2 separate regions of the Arachis hypogaea genome follow, and region 2 is linked to region 1. A link is a contact called in public Hi-C data. All regions are on one chromosome and are shown on one strand. The core of a region is the stretch at or near the end of the contact, and the rest is flanking DNA. Distances in the headings are between cores, read along the strand shown.

The links. Hi-C and Micro-C count contacts between places; a contact is called where the count stands out from the background.
Region 2: a Hi-C map of leaf shows a contact between it and region 1, with 6 times the contacts expected there. The contact joins the promoter of LOC112742613 here to the enhancer-like site in region 1. A contact is called at or near these places in 2 of 8 Hi-C or Micro-C datasets (leaf and an unstated tissue).

What each region holds. Positions count from the first base shown.
Region 1 is chr2:34,335,097-34,340,817 of arahy.Tifrunner.gnm2.J5K5, reverse strand. All of the region lies in intron 1 of LOC112742597, which reads left to right. Among protein-coding and RNA genes, the nearest start is that of LOC112742607, 6.8 kb to the right of the region's middle. Within about 2 kb of position 3,412, at least 2 of the 3 cell types and tissues checked have open chromatin away from gene starts, as enhancers often do.
Region 2 is chr2:34,368,286-34,373,648 of arahy.Tifrunner.gnm2.J5K5, reverse strand. LOC112742613 (E3 ubiquitin-protein ligase SGR9, amyloplastic) reads left to right here and starts at 1,278. Exons shown (of 1, transcript XM_025791855.3): 1 at 1,278-2,895. The coding sequence starts at 1,700. The coding sequence ends at 2,569.

The sequences.
Region 1 (5,721 bases), core at 2,163-4,662:
TCCCTTAGCCAATTATTTAAGAAAAGAGTTGAAGAATATCCACTGATTTATAAAACTACACAATTCATAAGAATCTTTTCTAGTTGATTTTATGTAATTTATCAATCCAGTTTTAAAACTTAAAAATTATGAGAATCGTTTTTCAAGCTTAATTCAATTAATCAACTTTTTCACAAAGTTAAAAGAATTCAAATCATAGAAGAATTGTTTCCAACACATTCAAACTTTTTAAGATGAAGAACGAAAATATTTTTTTGAAAAGATATCAATGCATAAATCAAAGATAGAAAAGCTTAAAATATTAATCTATGAAATCAACAGAGCTCCTAACCTTAACCGAGGAGAATTAGAAACTCATATTCTTCAGAAAATCCTTAAGAAAATTAAAACAATCGAAGAAGAAGAAGAAGTCCTAAACAAAGTGTCTGACTTCTCCTTAAATGCTCACCCTAATTTAAATTCAAATTCAAATTAAAACAAAATCAAAATCAAAACAGAATCAAATCTATTTAATTAATGATTGCCTCTAGCATAACTTTCAATCTTTATCTCCTTTTAATCCTCAATTGATATGTGATTGGTGGACTTTGAGTTGAGCCTTGAATTGATGAAGAATTGGACAATTGGGTTGCTTGAATTGAGACCCCGGGAGTATTAATTAACCCACATGGTACATAGAGTCTTCAACATTGTATGTGAAGCTTTGTATTCCCATATCGTACGTGAGGTATTTCACGTTGTACGTGGGCTTTGACTTCTCAAATTGACGCTTCTGTTGGGTTCTGGCGTTGCACGTAGAGAATTCTACATACAACGTGAAAAATGTATTTGTGCGCATGTGCACACTGTCCAAAATCTGCTTCTTGTGTATACGCACACACTTGTGCGTACACACACAGGCCAAGTCATACGTGAAGTTGTCCACATACTATGTGAAATGGTGAATGATATATGCTTGTGGGTACGCGCAGATGCTTTTTCTTCCCTCACGTAGTGGAGTTTATGTTGTACGCCCTTCACCTTTTCCTTCCAGTGATTTTTCTGTCCTTCACAGAAAGCTTTCTGCTTGTCACTATTTGTCACAAAGAGCTTTCTGTTTGTTGTTCTCCATCCTCCTTTTTGTTCTATTTCTTTTTGTTTTCTTTCTAAAACTTCCTGTAATAAATGAATTTTAACTAATTAAAGTAATGTTCATTCTAACCTTAAATTCATTGCTTATAAACCTAATGTATTAAATCTAACATAACTTAATCAACCTAAATACGCTAATATTAAAAAACTAAACTAAACTAACTTTGAAACTGATTTAAAATTAAAATTCTAATTCTAATTCCACTCAAACCTAAAATAAATCAAACTAAAATTAAAAAAATTATCTAACAATCTCAGCAAGAATGCCTTAGCAAAATAACAGAATTTACAATTCCAAACACTTTCATAACTCAAAACCTAATGTATTCAATCTAACCTAACTTAATCAACCTAAATCCACTAAGATTCGAAAACTAAATTGAACTAACTTAGAAACTGATTCAAAAGTAAAATGCTAATTCTACTCAAACCTAAACTAAATTAAACTAAAATTAAAAAAATTATCTAACAATCTCAGCAACAATTTCTTCACAAAACAGTCATCAACATAACAATTAACATAATTAGGCAATTTCAAACACTTCAAGCATTAAAAATCTAATGCATTGAATCAAACTTAACATAATAAATCTAAATACACTAATATTGAAAAATTAAACTGAACTAACTGTGAAACTGATTTAAAATTAAAATTCTAATTCTACTCAAACTTAAACTAAATTAAACTAAAATTAAAAAAATTATCTAACAATTTCAGCAATAATTTCTCAGCAAAACAATCATCAACGCAGTAATTAACACAATTAGATCATTTCAAATACTTCAAACATTCAAAATCTAATGTATTGAATCAAACATAACTTAATCAACCTAAATACACTAATATTAGAAAACTAAACTGAACTAACTTTGAAATTGATTTAAAATTAAAATTCTAATTCTACTCAAACCTAAACTAAATTAAAAAAATTATCTAACAATTTCAGCAATAATTTCTCAGCAAAACAGTCATCAACGCAGTAATTAACACAATTAGATAATTCCAAATACTTCAAGCATTTAAAATCTAATGTATTGAATCAAACATAACTTAATCAACCTAAATACACTAATATTAGAAAACTAAACTGAACTAACTCTGAAACTGATTTAAATTTAAAATTCTAACTATACTCAAACTTAAACTAAATTAAACTAAATTAAAAAAAATTATCTAATAATCTCAGTAATAATTTCTCAGCAAAACAGTCATCAACACAACAATCAACACTATTAGATAATTCCAAATACTTCAACTATTCCAAACCTAATGTATTGAATCTAACCTAACTTAATCGACCTAAATCCACTAAAAGTAAAAAACTAAACTGAACTAACTTCAAAACTGATTCATAATTAATATTGAAATTCTACTCAAACCTAAACTACATTAAACTACAATTAAAAAAATTGAAAAAGAATTGTTCAAGAACCTGTAATGAAAAACAGAACAAGAAATAAGAGAACACGTGGATGTTGCAGTGGTAGTCACCAAAATTTCTGTGACAGTGGATGGTGGTTACGGCGAAGGGGATAGAGAGAGGGGAAGAAGGAGAAGAAAGAGGGGTATCCGTAAAGGGATGACGGCAACCCGGAGAGGGGTGGCGACGGCGGTGCTCCCGGCGGCCACAGGAGGCGACAAAGCACTGAGATAATGGTGGTGATGAGAGAGAGAGGGTGGAGATGAAGAGAGTATATGTGAAATTTGAAATGGGGGAGACGATGTTTGCACTTTCATTTAAGATATTATTACCGTCGGATGAATTCAACTGTATCGTGTTCCGTGTTCCCAAATGTAGTGTTTCATTAAATATTGTTATCGTCAGATTGTCTCGTCAAATTTATCGACTGTAATATTTTAGGATGATGAATTTTATGCCAAATCCGACAATCAATTTGACAAAAAATTCGCTGTTAATATCCGACGCTAAATTTAATGATAAATGACGGTATTTACTATTTTTCTTGTAGTGTGGACCGAAAAAATAAAAAATAAATAATATGATAATAACAATAATAATATCTTTAACCAAACTCCACTTAAAAAAGGGACAACACATAAAATAATTAGATGCAATAAAATAAAGCATTAATGATATATAAATAATTATAATAATATATATAATAGTCACAAAAATAATTTAAAAAATATATCTACCTTAGACTTTAATATTAATTTTTTCTCTCTCTAAATAAATCACAAAAAGAGATGGGTGACACTGTGCATTATCGACTCAATGGATTGGCTATCATTTACACAATCATAATCCTAGTAGTAGGGAAGCGGAGCCTTTATAGTTTGCTCTCCACATCGGCTCAAATCACGGGTCATGGGACTCGAACTGATCCTTTCGAACTAGTTGGTCCATTCAAAGATGGTAAAGGCCCCTTTGATTTGTTGGAGTGGATTTTTTTTCGTGAAAAAAAAAAGTTGAATGGTGTTTAATATTAAATTTAATTTTTTATTATTTTTGTTCTTATATCTAATCTTTTATTATTTTTTTATATTTAATTTTGGTCTTAATTATAAAATTAAAAGTGAGAGATTATACTTTATTCTTTCAAATGTTAAAAAAATTGGAGAGAATTTATTTCTAATTCACTCCACCTTTATATGGAGTGAGCTGAAACTAAACTCACTAGGTCTATATAAATAGAACACATTCCATATTATTTATAACTCATTTTTATTTATGAGAAACTAATTTAATTGAACTTAATTAATAAAATATTTAAATACGTAACATTATTTTATTAAAAATTTTTTTTTGTTATTATAAAAGGCACACCTAAATGAGTAAGATCTAAAAAAATATATGATCTCAAATTAAATAAAATATAAAATATTTTTATTATTTTACTAAAGGCATATGCCTATTGCACCCAGATATAATAATCACCATTTTTATGTTTTTATTTACTTCTTTTTCTTTTTCGCCATTACACACTAACATAGGGAAAAAAATGGTATGAGGCCATGAATTTCAAGAATATTAGTATTTATGTAATTTTTTCAAAATATCAAAGATCGTTTTACAAAAAAGAATTCGGAAGGAGTATTTTGTAATTTTTTTTTAAATTTAGAAATACAAAAATTGTAGAATGCAATTTTGATTTTTAATTTTCAAATTTTAAAATACAGAAATCGCATGATGCAATTTCATTTTTTTTTACTTTTTAAATTTTTGAAAAAAACAGGATTGCAGGGTGCAATCTGTTATTGAATTGCACGATTGGGAAATCGTACCAATCGATTTTCCTTTCTCCTGATCAGGATAGAAATTGCATGGAGCAATTTTTTCTTTCCCTGGTATATGTATATATATATATATTATCCCATCTCTTGCCATATTATTAGTTTATAACATATCACCAACCTTGCAGTCATACAAAAAAATTTTTGCGACATAGTCACCATTTTTGTGTTATTATTTTTGTTTATGTTTTGTTTTTGCTTTTTTGTTTTTTTGCCATTATTACACATTTATATAGTTTTTTTTTTTGTCAAACACACTTATATAGTCATATATATGAGGGAGGGGTCTTCTTTTTTTGGACTCTGGCCCATGCCCAACAACCCAATTCAACCCAACCACTTACAACCCCTGATCCATTTCCTAATCTTTACACGCCTAAGCCTATCTCTTTGGTTATTGCTGCCATAGTTCTTAGAATTAAATCTGTGATCGAACGGTTATATTATTGGATCATTAGATTATTAATTATCGGTTGAGTTGATTGATCCAGTTCTATATAAATAAAAAAATAAAAAATTTAAAATATATATTTTTATTAATATTTTAAAAATATTTAACTATTCTAAAACAATATAAAACAGGAATAATAAGTATTTTATTAATTTTAATCTATCATAAATATTTTTATTTTATTTTTATATTAAAATAACTATTATTTTAAAATTTTAATAATTTATTAATTAGTTTATATTTATTATACTATTATATACTAGAAGTTTTTATTTAGAAATAATATTAATATATATTATATAATTATGAAAAAAATAAGTGAGTTTATAATTATTATTAAATAAAAATATAATTTATTTAAGAAAGAGTGAATTTATAACTAAAATTAAAATAAATTAAATAGAAGTAAACTATTTAATTAAAGATATCTATATTTATTTTAATTTGCATATATATTAATATAACATATGATAGCTCGGTGATAAGAAAAAATATTTTTCTCACAAAGGACAGGGTTCGAACTCCATCTCACACATTTTGAGAAATTTTAAATTTTAAATGATTCGGTCGGATCAGTCTTACCGAATTTTACTAGTTCTCACCGGTTTATTTTGGGTTTCACCGATTCATTTCGGTTCTACATCTTGTGTGGTCTAAATATCGGACCAAAGTAATATTGGATCCGATTCACCAAATTTTCAGTCAAATTGATTGGTCTGGTCCGGTTTTAATAACTATGATTGCTGTTACCAAACTGGTACACAAGCGATCAAGCATTAGGGAAGTTTTTTTTTATGGATAAATCACACAAATAAACTAAATGAAGATTAATATTATACCAATATTCTAAAATGAAGTGGGTTACATACGTATTCTAAAATAA
Region 2 (5,363 bases), core at 29-2,528, 35 kb before region 1:
TAAATTTTTTGGGTTAACTAATGTTAATTTTATCCATTTTTTTACAAAAATACCCTTTAGCAAAATTTTATTCTTTTGTTATTAAATTTTGCTTACCAAAATACTCTTTAATAAATTATTTTTTTAAAATATCTTTCAATAATTTTTTAATTATTAAATTGTGATTTACCAAAATTTTCATCAACAATTACTTTATATTTTACTATTAATTTTCTAATATCAATATATATTATTTTAGCATTAAATAAAAAAAATCTTGATAAGATCATTTTCAATATCAATATATATTAATTGATATACATATTAACAGTGGTAAGACTTTTTTTATTTAATGTTAAAATAATATATATTGATATCGAAAAATTAATAGTACAATATAAAAAAAATTGTTAACGAAAATTTTGATAAAATTATAATTTAATAATTAAAAAATTATTGAAGGGTATTTTAGAAAAAAATAATTTATTAAATGATATTTTGGTAAGCAAAATTTAATGACAAAAAAATAAAATTTTTACTAAAGGATATTTTTGTAAAAAATAATTTATTTTTCTTGAAAAATGAATAAAATTAACATTAGTTAACACAAAAAATTTAAAATAGATTAAAGAATAAGTTTTTTAAAAGTTATAAAGAGATGTACATTTTATAAATAGAAAAAAGAAAAATATCATTTTAGTATTTTTTAAAAGAAAAAAATAGAATTTTTTTTATATTTAGATAATTTTCTAAATAATAAATTTTTAAAAATTAATTATTTTAATTTTGATAATGTGACAATAAATAATTAAATGTATATATAAAATTTGTTTACACTATTAATGTATGAAAATTATAATTCTATTATATTTATGTATTTCATGTTTATAGGCACTAGACAAAAATATAATGCATAAAGAAAAAGAAAATATAAGTATCAAGAAATTTTTTACCTCTTTTCCGGAAATTAACTTTCTTTAACCAATAATAATCAATAATAAAAATAAAGAATGTTTAACGGTTGATATAGTTTGAGTTGTTACTATAAAAAGAATTAAAAAAATGTTTAATTACTCTATTGGTCTCTATAGTTTTGCGAAATTTTTAGTTAGATTCTTATACTTTTTTTTTTAATTGAGTTCCTGTACTAAATTTTTTTTTCAATTAAGTCCCTCTTAGTAGTAATTGGTTTAATTATAGACCAACTTAAAAAAAAATTTGTGTAAAAACTCAAATAAAAAGAAAAAAAATCTAGGGATTCAATTAAAAAAAATTGGTATAGAGACCAATTAAAAGAAAAAAAAATATAAAAAACTAATTAAAAATTTCACAAAACTATAAGAACAATAAAATAATTAAATCTTCAAAAAATTAACTAATTGTTAATTAAAAGTACATTGATTCTGGTTTTCCCCCCTTTTTGCTAACGTTATTTTCATTCTTAGTTCTTCGGATAAAAAAATTATTATATAAGCACAAATTAGGTGTGAATATAAATTGGACTTGTTGCATTTTAACGACGGTAATCACAAGCCCACACGTACATATAAAGCCACAAACCCCCTACTTCGCTTATCAATTCTCATCATCACCACCACCATCACCACCGTCTTAAACCAAACAAAACAAAAGCAAGAAAAAGAAAAAGAAAAAGAAACAGAAACTAAAGCCAACAAAGTCCAAGAAATAAAAAAGAACACATCATGATCCCATAATAACAATGGAAGAAGCAACAACATCTTCAACATCATCAACAATCATGGCAGCACTCTCCACTCTCTCTCCCACCACCGTCTCCAATCTCACCCACTCCATCATCTCCGCCACCAACCACCGCACCCACCGCCTCGCCCTCCTCCTCTCCTCCCCAACCCTCTTCTCTCTAACCCTCCACCATCTCCATACCCTCTCTCTCCACCAAAAAACCCTCCTCATCGCGCGCCACCTCCTCTCTTCTCTCCACACACTCACTCGCCACGCCGCAATGCCGCCACCATTGTCAACTTCAATGCGGCAACGCGATCTCGACGCGGTTCTCCTCCTTCTCTTGTTCTGCGAGACGCACAACCACAACCCCGAGCTTTTAGAAGATTCCTTTTCGGAATGGAGGGTGAATTTGAGAAGGGCTTTCCGGGAGAAAATATTGGCGGCCGTTTCTTTTTGTGGCGGTTTTGGATTACCAAGTATTGGGGAGTGTAACGGAACGATCTTGATCCCTTATGTGGAAACGGTGGTTCGGTGCATGGGGCTGGTGGGGTCCATGGGATGTTGTGTAGGGAGAGGGAATAATAAGGAGGAGGTGGAGGTGGCAGCAGCGGCGGCGGCGGTAGTGGCTTTGCCGGCGGTGGAGGTGGCGGTTGGAGGAAAAGAGTGTGTGATTTGCAAAGAAGAGATGCGCGTGGGGAGGGACGTTTGCGAATTGCCATGTCAGCATTTGTTTCATTGGATGTGCATTTTGCCGTGGCTTGGAAAGAGGAACACTTGTCCCTGCTGCAGGCTCAGGTTGCCGTCCGATGATGTTTTCGGAGAGATCCAACGGCTGTGGGGTGTTTTGGTTAAGATGGGTGGAAAAGAATGTGGAGGCGGTTAATTCTGTTGACCTTATTTCTTGTACTTTAGGACTATGATTCTTCGATTTTACGAATTTCATTTATAAGTATTTCTCTAATATCAGAGTTAATAGCTAGTTGGGATTTTAGCTATTTCCTTCAGAGTTTGATCCCTGTTGGCTTGAATTTTACGCTCAGGAATTTATGTTTCTAGAGAAGCTTTGCATCGATCTAAGAAAATAGTCACTTTCTTTTATTAGTTGTGGATATTTTGAAAAAATATTGTAAATATCAATTAGTAAGTATGCCAAATTTTTCTTCGGGCCTAGTAGCTAGTTTGTAAAACAAAGAATTAATTTTTTCGTTAGTCCTGGTTATTTGTAACACTTTTTTATTTGTTTCTATGTTTTCACTTAGCAAAGGGATTCAAGAACAATAAGGCAGGGTATTAGAGAGGTGGGGTCCACGTACAAGTGGCTTTATGATTTGTGTGATGATAGTAGAATGGAGCAAAACAAGCTTACTAACTAGATTGGTTCTTGACTTGAATGGCTAGCAATAATTTGTTTGATTTTGATGCTGCTGGCATTAGACAAGGACTCATGTGGTCTATAGAGGTATCAAATGAATTGGAAGGATAAAGGGTGGAAATGGTAGGGTTCTTAATCTTGTGGATGTATGTACAGTGTTATAAAGATTTTTTTTTATCATCTTTAGTGCAAAATTTTTAGTCCACAATTAATTAATTATAACTAAATACTTGTTTATTTATTTTTATTCTATTATATTTTTTAAACTAATGTGAAATAGTTCATTATTATGAAAAAAAAAAAAACCCTTAAAACTTTCTATTATAAGACAGAACAGTAATGCTTTAACAATGTGTTACTCATAGATGGTAGTTGATTTTGCAGTAATTGCTAATTTGATGTCATCCTTATGATTAATGTATGTGATAGAATATGCCTTAGTAGAGGTGATGTCAAATTCTTTAATCTCTTTGACGATTGAAATTTCAATTACAATTACATTTCTATGGCATATATATATATTCTACCTTGTAGAACATAGGCCAGGACACACTCTACATGTGTGGAATTGTGCTGGCACAATCGTAGTGTGACAAATATCTCTGCCAAGAGATAAATTCTGCTGATATTGTACTGTGAGACAGATGGTGCAGCTGATTTTCAGCTTCCGTCACATGAGAGATTTCTGATTAAGGTAGGATAATGAACTTAATGACAATGAGTATGATTAACCTTAACGAAGGGCCATTGTTGGGTATATGGGCTTAGTTGTTCATGGGCCTTGTTGGTTTTTCGCAGGGAGCCCTTGTATGTGTATTTATTTTTTTATTGACATTTGGTGTAACGATAGGAGTGAAATTGTTTATAGAAAATGTAACTGGGTTTAGTATTTATAACTTATATTCGATGCATTAGAGTTATTGTGTATGGGCTTATTGAGTTCTTTGTCTAATCAGAGCTCTGTCCGGAATAAAAAACTGTATGTAACAACCATGAGGTGCACGGAAGGTTTAGTGTAGTGCCAATTATGTTTGCCTTGCTAGAAGGTGCACCGAATTTAAATAGTTTTGTTTAAGAACCCATATTATTTATAATAGTGTATGTGAGTGTGTTGTATGGGTGTGTAAAATATAGGTGTACTGTTTAGGATTGGGAGCTGTCCAATTTGCTTGATAAAAAAAAAAAGTGGAATATATCATTAGCTCCACCCTTATTCATTGGGTTTCTAGAATTATTATTCTTTTCTATGTATATATTTAGGTATAAGTTTTAGAATTATCGTAACCTTTGATTAACCTTTTCTTTATGGCATGAGGTAAGGTTTAGAGTAATTAAGATGTTACAAGTTGTTGAAATTTCCCACGTCGCATACGCACGCGGCAGAAACAATCGCCCGCGTACTAGGTCATGGGTCGCGTACGTGTACATGAGTTTTGACCCATCCTTCGTACACATGCAAAAGGTGTGTATGCATGGAGGCCAGGCAGAATCACACACTCGTGTATGGGAGGTACCTGCATACGCATACACTCCCAAATTTTGAAAATTTTGTAAAGTTGCAGAATTCAGTTTTAAACACCAAATTTTAAACGTTCATAACTTCCTCTATAAAATTTCATTTTCATCAAACTTTATATCAATTTAAAATTTTTTAAATTATCTTTAATTTAAAGTAAATTTCAACCAATTTCAAAAATAAAGGCTCACGTTATGATCTTTCAAAATTCACCAAAAATCGGTTTTTATCTAAAGTTAGCTAGGTCCTCAAACTTCCAAAATTCACAATCAAGACCAATTATCCTACAACCAAAATAGTCCAATGTACCTAAATCATGTTCATATAACTTCCAATTCATTCCACAACCTATCAATACAAATTTTCATCATTTTCATATAAAGATTCCTACTTACACATTACCACTATTTAATAATTAACAACTCAACATCAATTTAACAATCCTCAACATTCATCAATATCAACAAGCATCATAATCCAGTTATCACTCCTCAAAATTATCATTATACAACTTCAATCTCAAAAATCAACAACACCACCAAAATTCAACATCAACATTTATCATAATCATCAATGCCATCATACATAATCAATTCAATTCTATCCTATGGTCTATTAATCTAAGTGTCCAGAAATATTACATATTACATAGAAAAAATTGAAACCATACCTTAACCGATTTCCAATATGCACAATACACTAAATTTGAGCCTAAACAAGCTTTTAACCAAAATCAAGCCACCAATTCCAATCCAAATGCTTCCAAATAGCCAAGACAACTCCAATAAG